2 separate regions of the Cricetulus griseus genome follow, and region 2 is linked to region 1. Evidence: chromatin contacts called from public Hi-C data. All regions are on one chromosome and are shown on one strand. The core of a region is the stretch at or near the end of the contact, and the rest is flanking DNA. Distances in the headings are between cores, read along the strand shown.

Region 1 (6,600 bases), core at 1,756-4,255:
AGGGCGGGAGGATGTTGACAGAAGTCATGAAGAACAAGGGGCTACCTAGGTAGAAAATGATAGGAGTATAAGATATTTGGGGGGCATAGGAAGTGGCCTGTGAATAAAGTGGGACATTAGTAACTAAATAGAAAACATAGGAAAATTGGGCTAAAATCCAATTTGGAGCACTGAAAGCCAATTTAGAATAGTACTGAGGGAACCATTAGCAGATTTTTGAGCAAGGAAATGACAGCCCAGGGCCTTCCCATAGGAAATTGAGGATGTGCACTAGCCTGCCTCAGGCTACACAAGCCTAACACCCTTGGCAGTGCCCCCTCCCCTCATCAGTGCTTGCCCTATCCCCTCTTCTGGGGTGCCTCACTTTCCTGTTCGCTCCTGACTCTACTCATCTGTCAAGGACTGTTTCCAGATCCTATTGCTGGTTTCCCTGGAGCTTTCTGGAAGGCCATGCCATATTACCTTTGTTTTAATGATTTGACACACAACTGTTCCCTGGCTCTAAGTTACCATTTCTGAATCCTTAGGTGCTCACTATATAGGGGACATAGCAGGTACTGATGAACACTTGTCCAGGGACTCCCAAGTACCACATGTGTGTTGTATGACCTTATACATGTGAACTATAGACCAAGAAATGCATGTTCCAATTCAATAAGATATTAGATGTCTAAGCTGACTCTTTAATTCAGAGCCAACATGGTCATCTTGCAGGGCCACGTCCCTCCCTCCCTTCATGTCCCAAGGACTTAAAATTGCACATGCTCAGAAACCTTGCACACTCCCCTCATCACCTAGACCGATAAGGGCTCAATCCCAGAGGTGTTTGTAAGCCATAGTTATATATAAAAACTATGTATAAAAACATAGTTATGCATAAAAACTTACCCAAAATATTAATGAGGAAACCAAAAAAAATTGGTGGTGATTTCTACAGTGGGGTCTGTAGATTCTCTATGTTGATAGAGTGAGTTTCACTTTTAAAACTTAAGGACAAAAACCAAAGAAAAAAAATCTCTCCAGAGCTACTTTTAAATGCTGACATACTTGTTTCTAGTCTCTGTTTTGTGTTTCTATTTGTATTGTTAAGTACAACAGTCTTGTATAATACATTGATTTTTAAAAGCTGAAAACCTTATAGGCCAAACTTAAGTGTCCAACCTTCATCTTCATGCCCCAGAGTTGGTAAACCTTTTGAAGTAGAGCCCTTTAAAATGAGCTAGAATATGCAAATTCAGAATTGTTGTAATTTAAGAAAAGTGGCACATGAGAGAAAGATGCCATGAGACAGGGTTCAAGAAGAAGGTTTTTTATTAGGGACAGGAGAAGGGGGAGACTGGTCTCCAGGGTTGGGAGCAGCAGGAAGAAGGAGAGGGGAGAGAGGGGGAGGGGGGAGGGAGAGAGAGAGAGAGAGAGAGAGAGAGAGAGAGAGAGAGAAGAGAGAGAGAGAGAGAGAGGGATGGGAGGTGGGCAGGGCCTGTTTAAAAGGGAACATAGTGAATATGCACAGGTGGTTCTCTTAGTGGCTGCAGCTGAGGGCATATCCTGTCAGAACCCCAAGGACAGGCCAGTACAGATGCCTGGATACTAACAAGTATTCCTTAAGTATTTACTATCATGGCTCTTCCTTCATTAAATAACCACATAGGATATTCCAGCTAGTGGCAACTGCTATGAAGAACTTTTCATCAGGATGAAAGGATAGTGCATGGGATATGGAAAGACCATAATCGGGGTGGCCTCTTTGAGAGAGTGCTAGTGCTTTATCATGAGGATTCAGCCATGTACTGAAGTAGACCTAAACCTGCCAGTCTCTTGACATTGTTGGTGCAAAGGTTCTGAGGTCAAAGCTAACACGATCAGTGTGTTTTAGATGCAGTAACCCAAGGGAAGGTGGAAAGGCAGATGGGACAGATGTGGAGGCTCAGGAGATGATGAGCTAGCTGTGCATGTTCTTTTTAATTGCAAGAAGTTTTCTGAGACTGTTAGGGTGCATCATAGTCCTGGGCATTCCTAAGAGGAGTGGTTTGAAGATCACAGTGCCAGCCAGGGTCTCCTTCCTGCTACCTTATCCCCCCACCCCAACACAGACACACACACTCACAGAGAACTGCATGTGTCCCCCATAGCTGTGGCCCACTGGCTTTCAGTTCCACCTTGGAGGCAGCACAGTTCTGAGCCTGTTTCTGTATATCAGCCCAGAGATCAGTTCAAGTTTAGATAGATGCAGACCTTCTCCTCCCCCTTGGGTCTTTTCTTGTCTTTTAGGAAGTGCCTGCCACCTGCTAGCCCTGTGTGGGAGAACAAACTGCTTTGTCCTTAATTGTGAATGTGGTATCATTGACTTCATCTCTGTAATCAGCTGTCTCTCCTCCCCCCCCCCCAGGGGCTTGGCATTCTCTATAGCTCTTCAGCAAGTCACCTGTCCACAATTCTAAAGTATGGTGACCCTGTCACTTTCCACTTTGCTTGAGACGGAGCTCTTGTCTCTTGCTGCATAAGCTAGGATAGCTACTGGAAAGCGTCTAGCTTCTTCTCTTGTCTGTTTCCCATCTCCTGGTAGGAGCATGTTGACATTACAGTTACTGACATTACAGTTAAGTTAGTACTACTTACATGGGCTGGGACTCCTAATTCAGGATGGGCTTAAAAACACTTATGATGAAAATCTAAAGGGTTACAAGACAGAAAGGCACAGCTCCCCAAACCTTTTATTTTTGAGGCTAATGTTAGTAATATCTTTGTATATATTTATAAATCTTAATACGTTCTGAGAACACCCTGTTATCTTGCAGGGTAGAGTGTCTGTACAAAATAGCATTTGAACTTTTTTTTTAACTTACGTATTTGGATGTCTTGTTCTGTTTAATGAATTTATTTCACTATTTCCCTTATTGTTGGACTCATGTCTTTCTGTTTAAAAAGCACTAATCCCTAAAGTTCTTGATTTGTCATTAACTTCAATTATGTTAAACATTTGCAGAGTGACTCCTCTGTTTCTGGCTTTAGACAAAGTACATTAGGCCATGTGCTTGAATTAGCACTATTTAACAGAAGATACAGATAAAGAACAGGACTGCACACGTGCTAGGACAGATAGGTGGATGCCTGAGCATCTATTCAGTATTAAGTCAACCTAAGAGAGATGACAGAATTTGAAGTAGGACTTTAAAGGATGTTTGAGGGCTGACTCGATGGCTCAACAAGTAAAGGCACTTAACACCAAGACTGATGACCTGAGTTCAAGTTCAGTGCCAGGAACCTTCATGTTAGAAAGACAGAACTGACTCCCCCAAATTGTCCTCAGACTCCACACATGAACTGTGGCACAAAATGTCCCTTCCCACAAATAATTAAATAAATAAAAGAAAAAATATAAAGCTTTAATTTGAAAACAAGGATAATGAGATTTACTAGGGACCAAAGAAGAAACAATCGTTCTTATTTTTGTTTTTGTGGTTGGTGTTTATTTTTGAGATTATAATTTAGTGACAACATTTCTCCCTTCCCTTTCCTCCCTCTAACCCCTCACCCCCCATAAACCCTTTCCCACTCTCCTTCAAATTCTTGGCCTCTTTTTTTTAAATAATAGTTATTGCATGCATATATGTATTTTTATACATGTATAACTCCAAAATGTAACCTGTTGCGTTCATATAATGTTGCTTATATGCATGTTTTCAAGGGTTATCATTTGACACCAGGCAACCAATTGGTGGGAGAGGATAAGACCACCTCTCCCACTCCCAGCTTAGTTGCCTATGGTTTTTGTTGTTGTTGTTGTTTTTCCTTTGTGCATGGGATTGAGACTTTGTGGGCTTTTCCCCATCCTGTTTGGTATGTTCCTTGGTATCATCCTTGTTTAGCTCACATTTGGGCTGTCATGTTTGTCAGACTTTATGGGTGTAGCTTCTAGGAGACACAATCTCACGGCAAACTCCCTGATCCTTTGGTTCTTACAATCTTTCTGGTGTCTATTCAGCAATGTTCCCTGGGCCTTAGGTGTGGGAGCACTTTGTAGATGTGTCCATTAGGACTGGGCTCCACAACTCTGCATTTTTATTGGTTGTGGTTTTCTGAAACGATTTCTGTCTGCTGTTTTAGAAACAGTCATTCCTGAGGAAAAAGAATTCCATACCAAGAATGGCCGTCAGCTGGACTGGTCAGAGCATGTTGCAGGGTGCAGTAGCTGGAGCTGCATTTTTTTGTACACAGTTGGCCTAAGGAAGCATTCACTAAGGGAATGGAAGGACATGGGTTCTCTGCCACACACCCCCCCCATTTCCTGTAGAGTCTTCATGTTGCCAGAAACATAGGGAACTCTCTTTTGAATTGGTTTGATTTTTCAAAACTTTTTTGTCTATCATACTCAACCATGTCATGTTGTCTTTTCACAGAGTTTAGTAATATCAGGAAATAGGAGAAAATTCAACCATGGCCCCAAGGAAGAGAGGTGGACGCGGAATTTCGTTTATCTTTTGCTGTTTCCGAAACAATGACCACCCAGAAATCACATATCGGCTTCGAAATGATAGCAACTTTGCACTTCAGACCATGGAGCCAGCACTGCCCATGCCCCCTGTGGAGGAGCTGGATGTCATGTTCAGTGAACTTGTGGTGAGTCCTGGATGTTTATGCTGTCATTTTGATAAGCCAGGGGAGAAGAGGAAAGGCAATGGGTGGGTTGCCTTGGCTGTATCTGAGCTTTTACTGTCCTCACTGACTATGGAGAAGTAAATGTATGTGTGTGTGTGTGTGTGTGTGTGCGTGCGTGCGTGCGTGCGTGCGTGCGTGCGTGCGTGTGTGTGCATGTGCACGCGAGGGCACATGCGTGTACACGGATTGATACAGGTGAGTGTTGAAAAGGGTCATATGACTCTACATTCAAAGGTTTTATTTGTGCTTCAAATAGGCAGAGGGATTTCAACATTTGGATGTTCAAAAATAGTGGTAGGTACTATATCCTAAATTGCTCTAATTCATCCTCATTCTTCCTCGGGTCTATGCTTATGTGTGTCACTCCTGCATCTACATCACACATTTTGGAATGCCTCCATGTTCCTTCACTCCTTTCCCAATGTGTATTATTACTGCTGCTTGAAAATTAGTCATGCTTCCCAATTTGTCTTTGAACTTTGGTGAAAGACATTAGTACTTAAGTGCTGTATCGTTATTTAGACTAATGATAGGATTGGAGTAACAGCTGTTGTGGGAAACTTTTTATAGATATCATCACACTGTAGAGATCACTGACCTCAAATGAGATGATATAGACTGTGTAGAACCTGTTCATCAAGAGGTGCAAGTGGACTCTTCACTTTTATGGTGTAATTTAAAGAGAGCTAGTATAGAGATCAGCATTCCTTGCTTCAGTTCACTACCCTGAATCTTCCTACTTAAGTATAGACAGCCAAGTTATTTTTCTGATCCCAGTTTCTGAAAACTGTAGGGGAAACACTGCTTCTCAGAATTACTTCCAAGTTTAAGCCAGATCAGGCCACAGTGGGTGGGGTCTAGTGCCTGACCCTTCAAGGTGTTCAGTGGAGTCCCAGGTGTGCCGTATCCTCCTTTGATTACAGCCAGCATTTCCTAGTAGAGTTTCTTCTCATTGGGCATGTGATTGCGTGGCAGGAGCTACAGAATGTGGTCTTTTGCTTGATTCTTAGGGCAGAAAGTAGGCTGTGTCACTGCCTGCCAGGGGACTGACAGTGTTGTTCCGGCTACAGATGAGAATTCAGAAATGGAAAGATGAGCCAGCGAGAGTCTGTGGAGCTGAGGTTTGCGTTTTGGTCTCCCGAGGGGAGAAATGAGCCTATTTTTGAGCAGAGTTGATTAGGATAAAAAGAGGTAGCTTATGATTGCATGTTTATACTTTATGATATTGAATATTTTATCCCTTCTTCCTTCTCTACACTATGAAGAACTTGATTTTAGGTCTCAAAATAAAAAGCTAAAACCAGCTGTGATGGGGCATGCCTGCAATCCTAGCACTTGAGAAATGGAGGTGGGACAACTGGGAATTCAAGGTCATCTTCTGTTCCATAGTGAGCTCAAGGCCAGACTGGGCTACACACACACACACACACACACACACACACACACACACACACACACACACACACACACACACACACACACACACACGTGGCTCAGGATATAGTTCAATTGGTATGGTTCCTGCCTAGCATACAAGATAACCTGATGTATGACTTTTCTCATCCCTGTAATCAACCTGGCACAGACCCACTTAAGGGAGAAGACGTGTCTTTGGCTTTAGTCCATAGTGACAGGAAGGCATGGTAGCAGGTGTGTGGCACAATTACTAGTCACATGTGCCTGATGTGACTGAAGCAGAGAGATGAGTGTGGTCCCTTTGTGTCAGTCCAAGACTCCAGCCCATGGAATGTTGCTGCCCACATTCAGGGTGAGTCTTGCCTGCTCAGTTAAATCTTTCTGAAAACACCCTCATAGACATACTCAGACTTGTGTATCCATGGTGTATTCTAAAGCTTAATGAGTTGACAATGAATATTAACTATGACACCTGGATTCAGTCCCCAGCACTACATAAACTGGGCATGATGACTCAGGAGGATCAGA
Region 2 (6,600 bases), core at 1,948-4,447, 67 kb before region 1:
ATGCAAGTGTTGACTTCAGCAAGAGGCTTTTATCATTAGTTTGTGGAGAGCAACTATTAAGTCTTTGGCAATGCTCTATTAAAGATCTTGCACTCACATATGAGTAAGCCTTACTTTCTGCTACTCTTTCCAAAGCCCGGGCCCATGCTTTCGGGTGTGTACTACTTTCTTCTGAGAGCCAGTCTTTCTCTTAACTATCATGCTTAAGTGGATCTTAAAACATCTTTACTAAACCCTAACTCTGCTCCCCCCCCAAAAGTGTTCCTATATGCCCCATCTAATATGCAAAAGTATGAAGTATTCTTACTAATTCTATTTTATAAGAAAGGAAACTGAGACTCAGAGAGAATAAATAACACACATAAGCAAAGTTGCAGGGCACAAAACAGTAAAATGGCCCAATCTCAAACCCAGGTTCAACACACAGCCTTAACTGCTGTGAAATACCAAGCTGTTACGTGATAACACATGTAAAGTGATAAATGTTCATTTTTCCCTGTTGCCGTCATATTCCTCCCCAAAGTAAAACCTTGTAACCAGAGACTGGAGATGTTATTTTGAATTATCAGCAGCATGCCCCATGATGCCTTTGTTTCCTACCTTCTCCATAGAGACAAGTCTATTCTCAATGGCTCCAAGTGTTCCTGATTAATAGTCGATGATTGGTGGGTGATATGGGGCCTTTTGTAAGATAATTGCAGGAGAGCACCAGTTGTTTAAAAATAATAGGGCAAAAGTAAAGAAACCCCCCTTTTTTTTGGCTCAGAATGTAAATTAAGCTAGAAAGAATGAAGGCTTTTCATGGTTTCTGAGTCACAGAAAGAATTAAATACGGGCATCACAATGAGTGTGTGAAAATGTGTGTGTGTGTGTGTGTGTGTGTGTGTGTGTGTGTGTGTGTGTGTGAGTTCCTCTATGCCATCATGGAAAGTTTAGGCTTCCACTGATTTCAGGTTCACAGACAGCATTTCTGATGCTAAAAAGCCATCTTGTTTCCCTTGGTTACCAATGCAACAGTGTGCAGGGATCAGTTTAAATCCATCATCACTTACAGAAAACCATTTTCAAATACCAAGACTTCTATCTATTATCTATATTTAGAGTTGATTGATGAAAGCTCACATCTACATACATACATACATACACACACACACACACACACACACACACACACACACACACACACACACACACCTGTTTTGTCTATTGTGCAGGCTGTGCTTTCCATGTGGAGATCAGCTGGGTGACATGGCACACCCTGCAATACTGTTATGGAGAATGGATTCTTTTGCTTTGGGCAAGAGTCTATTCCTTTTCTTTGTTGCTAAGAACCAAGAGAGCTTGCTGAAAGGTGATTTCTAGAAAATTATTTCTCTGAGTGTACCTTAACAGTATGCTTTCATCCACAAGGATAAACCTTGCCTGATAGAAAGGCTCCAAGCTCAATTTATTGACTCAGTAAATTTCAAGCTCACTGCTTACGTTTCCACCTAAAAGCTTTCTACAGTTAAAAGATTCAGGGAGCCTTTAGAATCATCCTAGGTCTGGTTTCTTTCTGAATATTTTCCCACAGCAAACTATGCAATACATTAAGCCTACCCATTAGCTAGAGCATCACTGCTTGTCCCCTTGGTCTGATGGCCAAAGGAACATTTGTGTTGTCTGGGTTCCATTTAAGATAATATTTGAGATGGACTGAGTAGATCAGAAGAGCAACAGAGTTATACTGCTTCCGTGGAGGAAAATGGGTCTGGTTTGTACAGAATAGGCTCGTCAAAAGAAAATGAGAATTCAGCAGTAAACCTCCTCTTTCACAAAGCTACACTTTCTCTGAGATTGTCATCCAAGAATATATTTCACTTGAACCTTAATATTTCAAGATGAAAAGGGGAGATGAGTGGTGACTTTCCACCAGCAATTAGGTGAAGAGTTGTTGGAAATTTTAATTGTCAATCTTCATTCCCTAAGAATTAAATCTTAATTTTGCTGGTGGAAGTGGGCATGTGAGCTCATCATAGCAGTACCACTGAAAGCTGAATAAATGCTTTTTTTTTTTTTCTTGTAAAAAGACACCTGGAGATTTGCTCCTCCTGTTAATTTTTCATGTTTGGTATTCATTGAAAGAGATGGAGACACAGAACACTTTTATGTATTAAAACCAAAACTGCCAGAAGGGTCAGAATTCCACTATACACCCTTTGCTTACCTTTGAATACACATTTAGGTGTCTGTTGATCCGGGCAATCCTTGCAGGATACTGTTTACTTTAAGGTTTAAAAAAAATTTACAGTTTTAAAAGAAAACGTGTGGGGAGCGAAGGTGGAGGGAGTGTTGCGGATTTTTAAATTTTATGAATGCATGATTAACTAAAACTTTTAGACATGCATGCTGTCTTCGGAGGAGCTGTGAGCCACCAGGGCGGAAGTCTCTTCAGGGATGAACAAAAGCATGGGTATGCGATAGTATTATCTCCACTGCAGCAGGCTAGCGGACGCAGGTTTGTGGCAACTGTCTCTGTTTTCTACTACACTGCATTTTTATTAGTGACAGCCGCCAGTTTTTCTGTCAGGTCAGCCGAATAAGCTGTTCCTGTCTTTCTTCTTGGCTACTCGGTCTTGGTTAAAAAGGGGGAGAAGGAGAGAGAGGAGAAAGGTGAACTGATCCAAGTGTGGTGCAAGGGGATTCCTTCTTTTCACGGCTGGCGTTGTTTGATCCTTGGGGACAGGGGTAAATACAGGCTCGGTATTCAACCCAGACAGAACCCCTGGAGTCCTATGGAAAAGGCAGGGAAAGGCTTTTATGGACCCTTCCCAGCTGGGGGCAGGAGAGCCCAGTGGATCAGAAGTGCCCGGTAGGTGTGCGCGAGTTCAGGACGCCCCTTGGTCCCGCAGCCTACCGGCTCGTTGGCAGGAACAGAGGTCAAGTCAAAGGGCACGGCCGCTGGGTGCCCCTCCCTCTTGGCCAAGCAGTTTGCTGCTTGGTTTCTGAACGACCACCGCAGGCACTGCTCGACTGGAGGGCGGGGAGGGGGCGGGTCTGAAGGGGCGGGTAGGAGGCGGGCACAGAAGGGAAGAGAGGCACCTCGGGAAATGTAGTTCCTTCGGGCGCGGATGGAGAAGCTATTTCGGCTCTGTGTGCAGGATTTAGACTACAACTCCCAGAATCCTAAGGGCCTGGTCAGGGCGTCCCATGCGCAGTGGACGCCACATTGTATCCTATCAGACGAGGCGAGGGTGATGTCACCTGCGAGTTGGTAACCTACGAGCGGCTGTGAAGGGAACTGTTTAACCGGATCCCATTGTACCGGGAACGCAGAGCGGCCTTTTCAGCATGCAGCAGCTGCTCAGGTGAGGGGACGCTTCGGCTCGCCCGCCGTACTCATTCATTAGCGGCACCGCACCGTGGCGCGGGGTGGGCGTGCTGGTTCCTCGCGCTGTTGGCGGCGCTCCTTCCTGCTGCTTCCCGGAGCTCCCGGGCCAGTAGGTAAATATTAAACTCGTCCTTCAGGTTGGGTCTGGGTGGGAACGGGACCCAGATTGCTACGGGCTGCCAAACTAGGCTTTGGAAAATGGCTGCAGCGCGGCACGGAACGAGGCGAGCCTGAAGGAAGGCGTCCCCGAGGATGGGGTCCCTCCCTTCTTTCTTTCCTAGACGCTCCGTGGTAGTGGAACCGGCCGGGTACAGCTCGCCTCCCGCCCGAGGGTTCTCTCGGGCCAGGGCTGCGGCAGCTGCGGCAGCGGGCGGCGCTCCCGGGCCGCTGGCTCTGTACGATTGTGGGCACCGTGGTGGCAGCGAGCCCCTCACCATCCCTGGCACCTTCACGTCTAGCCGTACTTCAAACGGATAGAGTGGCTGTAATCCAGGCAGTGACCGTGCTTACTGTGTGTTGGGAGAAGAGGGAAACCTGGCGTTGCGGAGGCCGCGAGCAGGCGGCTGGCGGAGACGCGGGGAGATGCGCCTCCCGGGGACCGGACTCGGTTCCCCGCGTCCTGCTTCGGAGGGGCACATCTCAGTCTTCTTGGGTCTGCCGAATCAAGCCTGTAAAGGGCACCTACCTGGGCGGGGGCTAAACGCCTTCCCTACAACCCTGGGGGTGACGGGGTGGAGGATAACCTAATGATAAGGTTCGCTGTAGGGGCAAGAGGGCTGGATAATCGGGTTTACCAGCTGTTTGTGACTGGCTAGTCTCCTGGCTGGAGAGGAGACCTAAGCGAGGCCCGGCCCGACAACTCTAAAGTCCTCTGGATTTTGTCTTCCCTTTCTTCATTAGCTTCATTCGTTCCTTTAGACTCACACATTCATCAGACCCTTCTAAGGTCTTTTGCACGTTCCTTACAGCCAAGGTTTGTGGTGTTCTGTCCCCTCCGCATCACATGCTTTACTGTGCTCAGGAATAGAATTTTGCTCTCCAGTCCCTCTCTCCCATCATCAACCTCCATGGAGCATCCATGGCAAATGCTGCCCGTGACCGTTTTGCCCTCATTGAATTGGTAGTTTCTTGAGATTCGAGCCGGACCTAGTGAATTGAAGCATAGTTTGCCTGCAAGACGAATCCGGTTGCCATGGCGACTCCTGCCTTCGGAATCTTAACAGCTCTCACTGCTGTTTCAATTCGTTGTGGCTCTGCGGGCAGCTGGGAGGGCGTGGCCGGGGGTGTGGTCAAATGTTTGCCCTAGGCCCAGCTGCTCCCTCTTCCTCACCCTTCTGGCAGCTCTGGGACTCCCCCTATTCTCTCCTACATAGCTTGGATACCCTTTTTGGACCCCTTTTCCTCCCTCGTGCTGATACATCATCTCAAAAGGAATTGTCTGGGGCTTTTGTTGTGAGGTGAACTAAATTTGGAAGATGTCTTTGCTGCATCAAGCGAACCGTATCTTTCCACCATTACCACAGTTAATAGTGTTGGAGGCAGTTTTCTTAACAAGGTCACTCTGCCCATGCCTACACTGCTCCCTGGTCAGCAAATAGCCTGAGGTGTCATCACCTCAAAATATCAGAGCAATTAATAACAGAAATTGAAGTGTGGGCGCACAGTGGTAGAAATAATTTTCATAAAATCTAAAGTCCAGCTGCTGATGGTCCTTAAAAGTGAAACTCTGAGCCGAGTGCTAACCCATTACCTCTGAGAGCACCTGTCATCTCACTGATAGTGTGGACAGGTGAGTTCAAAGAATACCTAATGTTGATTCTAGGTTTAAAGCCTTGCAACTCTGAAAATGACCCCTCCTCCCAATAGCGCAAGGTTTAAACTGAACTCTGACATTGTAGCATTCAGTTTGTATGGCTGCCCCCAAATCAAGATCCTTGGGGTGCTGTTGAAAAATAGACAAGGTAGCTGTAAGTACTATTTTTAAATTTATAGTACACTTGATATTATCTTAAGCATCTGGGCTTTTATGTCCTAGTCACAATTAGTTGTTTACATTTTGTGGTTTGCAGATTCTTGATGAATGTAGTTATTTGTAACGTAATTGAGCAAAAGGCAATTAAATTATATTAAGATGTTTGTTTCCCATCGTCTGCATTTTATCCTGATTGTGTTATCTCTCAAAAATGGGTGGGGGGTTGTATATAGGAGTTTCTATGCAAGTGCATTCATGTACAGGGTAATGCTTGGGTTGTTGTGCCAAGTGGTTAACACTCATCATCTTAAGTAGGTGGTTACATCCCTGTGAGGCAGCAATAGCAGAAGTTTTCACTCATTATTATGTATTTTCTTTTTTGCCCTAGGATTTATCATAAGGGGGAAATGTCCTTCATTTATTAGCTTATTTGCTTTTGCTCTGTGTGCTAAACTTTTTGAAGGCAGGCTATTTGTCGTCTCAGTCTTTCCAGAATTTGGGACAAGTTTCTTTAATAAGCATTCATTAGCTAAAAATTAAAGAGGATTGAAAATCCAAGATCTGTATTCTATCTCCTGCTAGTTATGTAATTTGTTGTAATATTCTCCCTTATTTTTGTCAACACATCTTGCTACAATTCTTTCCATGAGTGTAAAGATGGTTTGTTATTTTATAATTACTTTTAGAATGCATTCACCTCCATAGGCTATTGTTACACTTTCTTAGTACACTCAACTGGATACTTTTAGTAGCTGTACTCTCCTTGGCCCAGATAATTTCCCCAAAGGTGTATGGCGGGGAAACTGAGGAGAAAGAGAAGGCAAAGATAGCTAGAAGCTTTTGTCAGTCCACCAGTGGCTCCTGGAGTTGCTGGGAGACAGCAGTCTTGTCATCTGGGGCAGAGTTGTTCTATAAACAGGATCTGTTCCAGGCCATTCCTAGGAAAGGACATTTGTCTGGTGTTGATTAAGGTGTTGTTATGCAGTGGTCAAACTGGTGGCTCTGGAGTGTGATCCATCTTAAGAAGGGTGATAGAGAAGCGTGGTGGGTCAGTCACATCCTTAGGCAGAACTGGAAACCTGCCTTTCTCTTCTTGGCAGGTAGTTTGGAGTGTTGAGAATGTGCTTGTGGATAGTTTTATTTGGGCTACTTTGTTTAAAGAACTGTCTTTAGTGTTGGTAACAAGGTTCTCCCCACAAATAGGTGCCTAAAAACACAGTTAAGACTGAAATAGTTTCATTTTGTAAATATTTAGAGT

What was found. Hi-C and Micro-C count contacts between places; a contact is called where the count stands out from the background.
Region 2: a Hi-C map of the CHK-Q cell line shows a contact between it and region 1, with 3 times the contacts expected there. The contact joins the promoter of Daam1 here to the enhancer-like site in region 1. A contact is called at or near these places in 2 of 8 Hi-C or Micro-C datasets (the CHK-Q cell line and fibroblasts).

What each region holds. Positions count from the first base shown.
Region 1 is chr5:131,526,721-131,533,320 of CriGri-PICRH-1.0, reverse strand. It overlaps Daam1 (disheveled-associated activator of morphogenesis 1), which reads left to right. Exons shown (of 25, transcript XM_027418217.2): 2 at 4,398-4,617. The coding sequence starts at 4,435. Among named protein-coding and RNA genes, the nearest start is that of Daam1, 68 kb to the left of the region's middle. Within about 2 kb of position 3,005, at least 1 of the 6 cell types and tissues checked has open chromatin away from gene starts, as enhancers often do.
Region 2 is chr5:131,594,298-131,600,897 of CriGri-PICRH-1.0, reverse strand. Daam1 (disheveled-associated activator of morphogenesis 1) reads left to right here and starts at 3,197. Exons shown (of 25, transcript XM_027418217.2): 1 at 3,197-3,347. It overlaps LOC103162537 (a long non-coding RNA gene), which reads right to left and starts at 3,022. Exons shown (of 2, transcript XR_003485919.2): 1 at 2,207-3,022.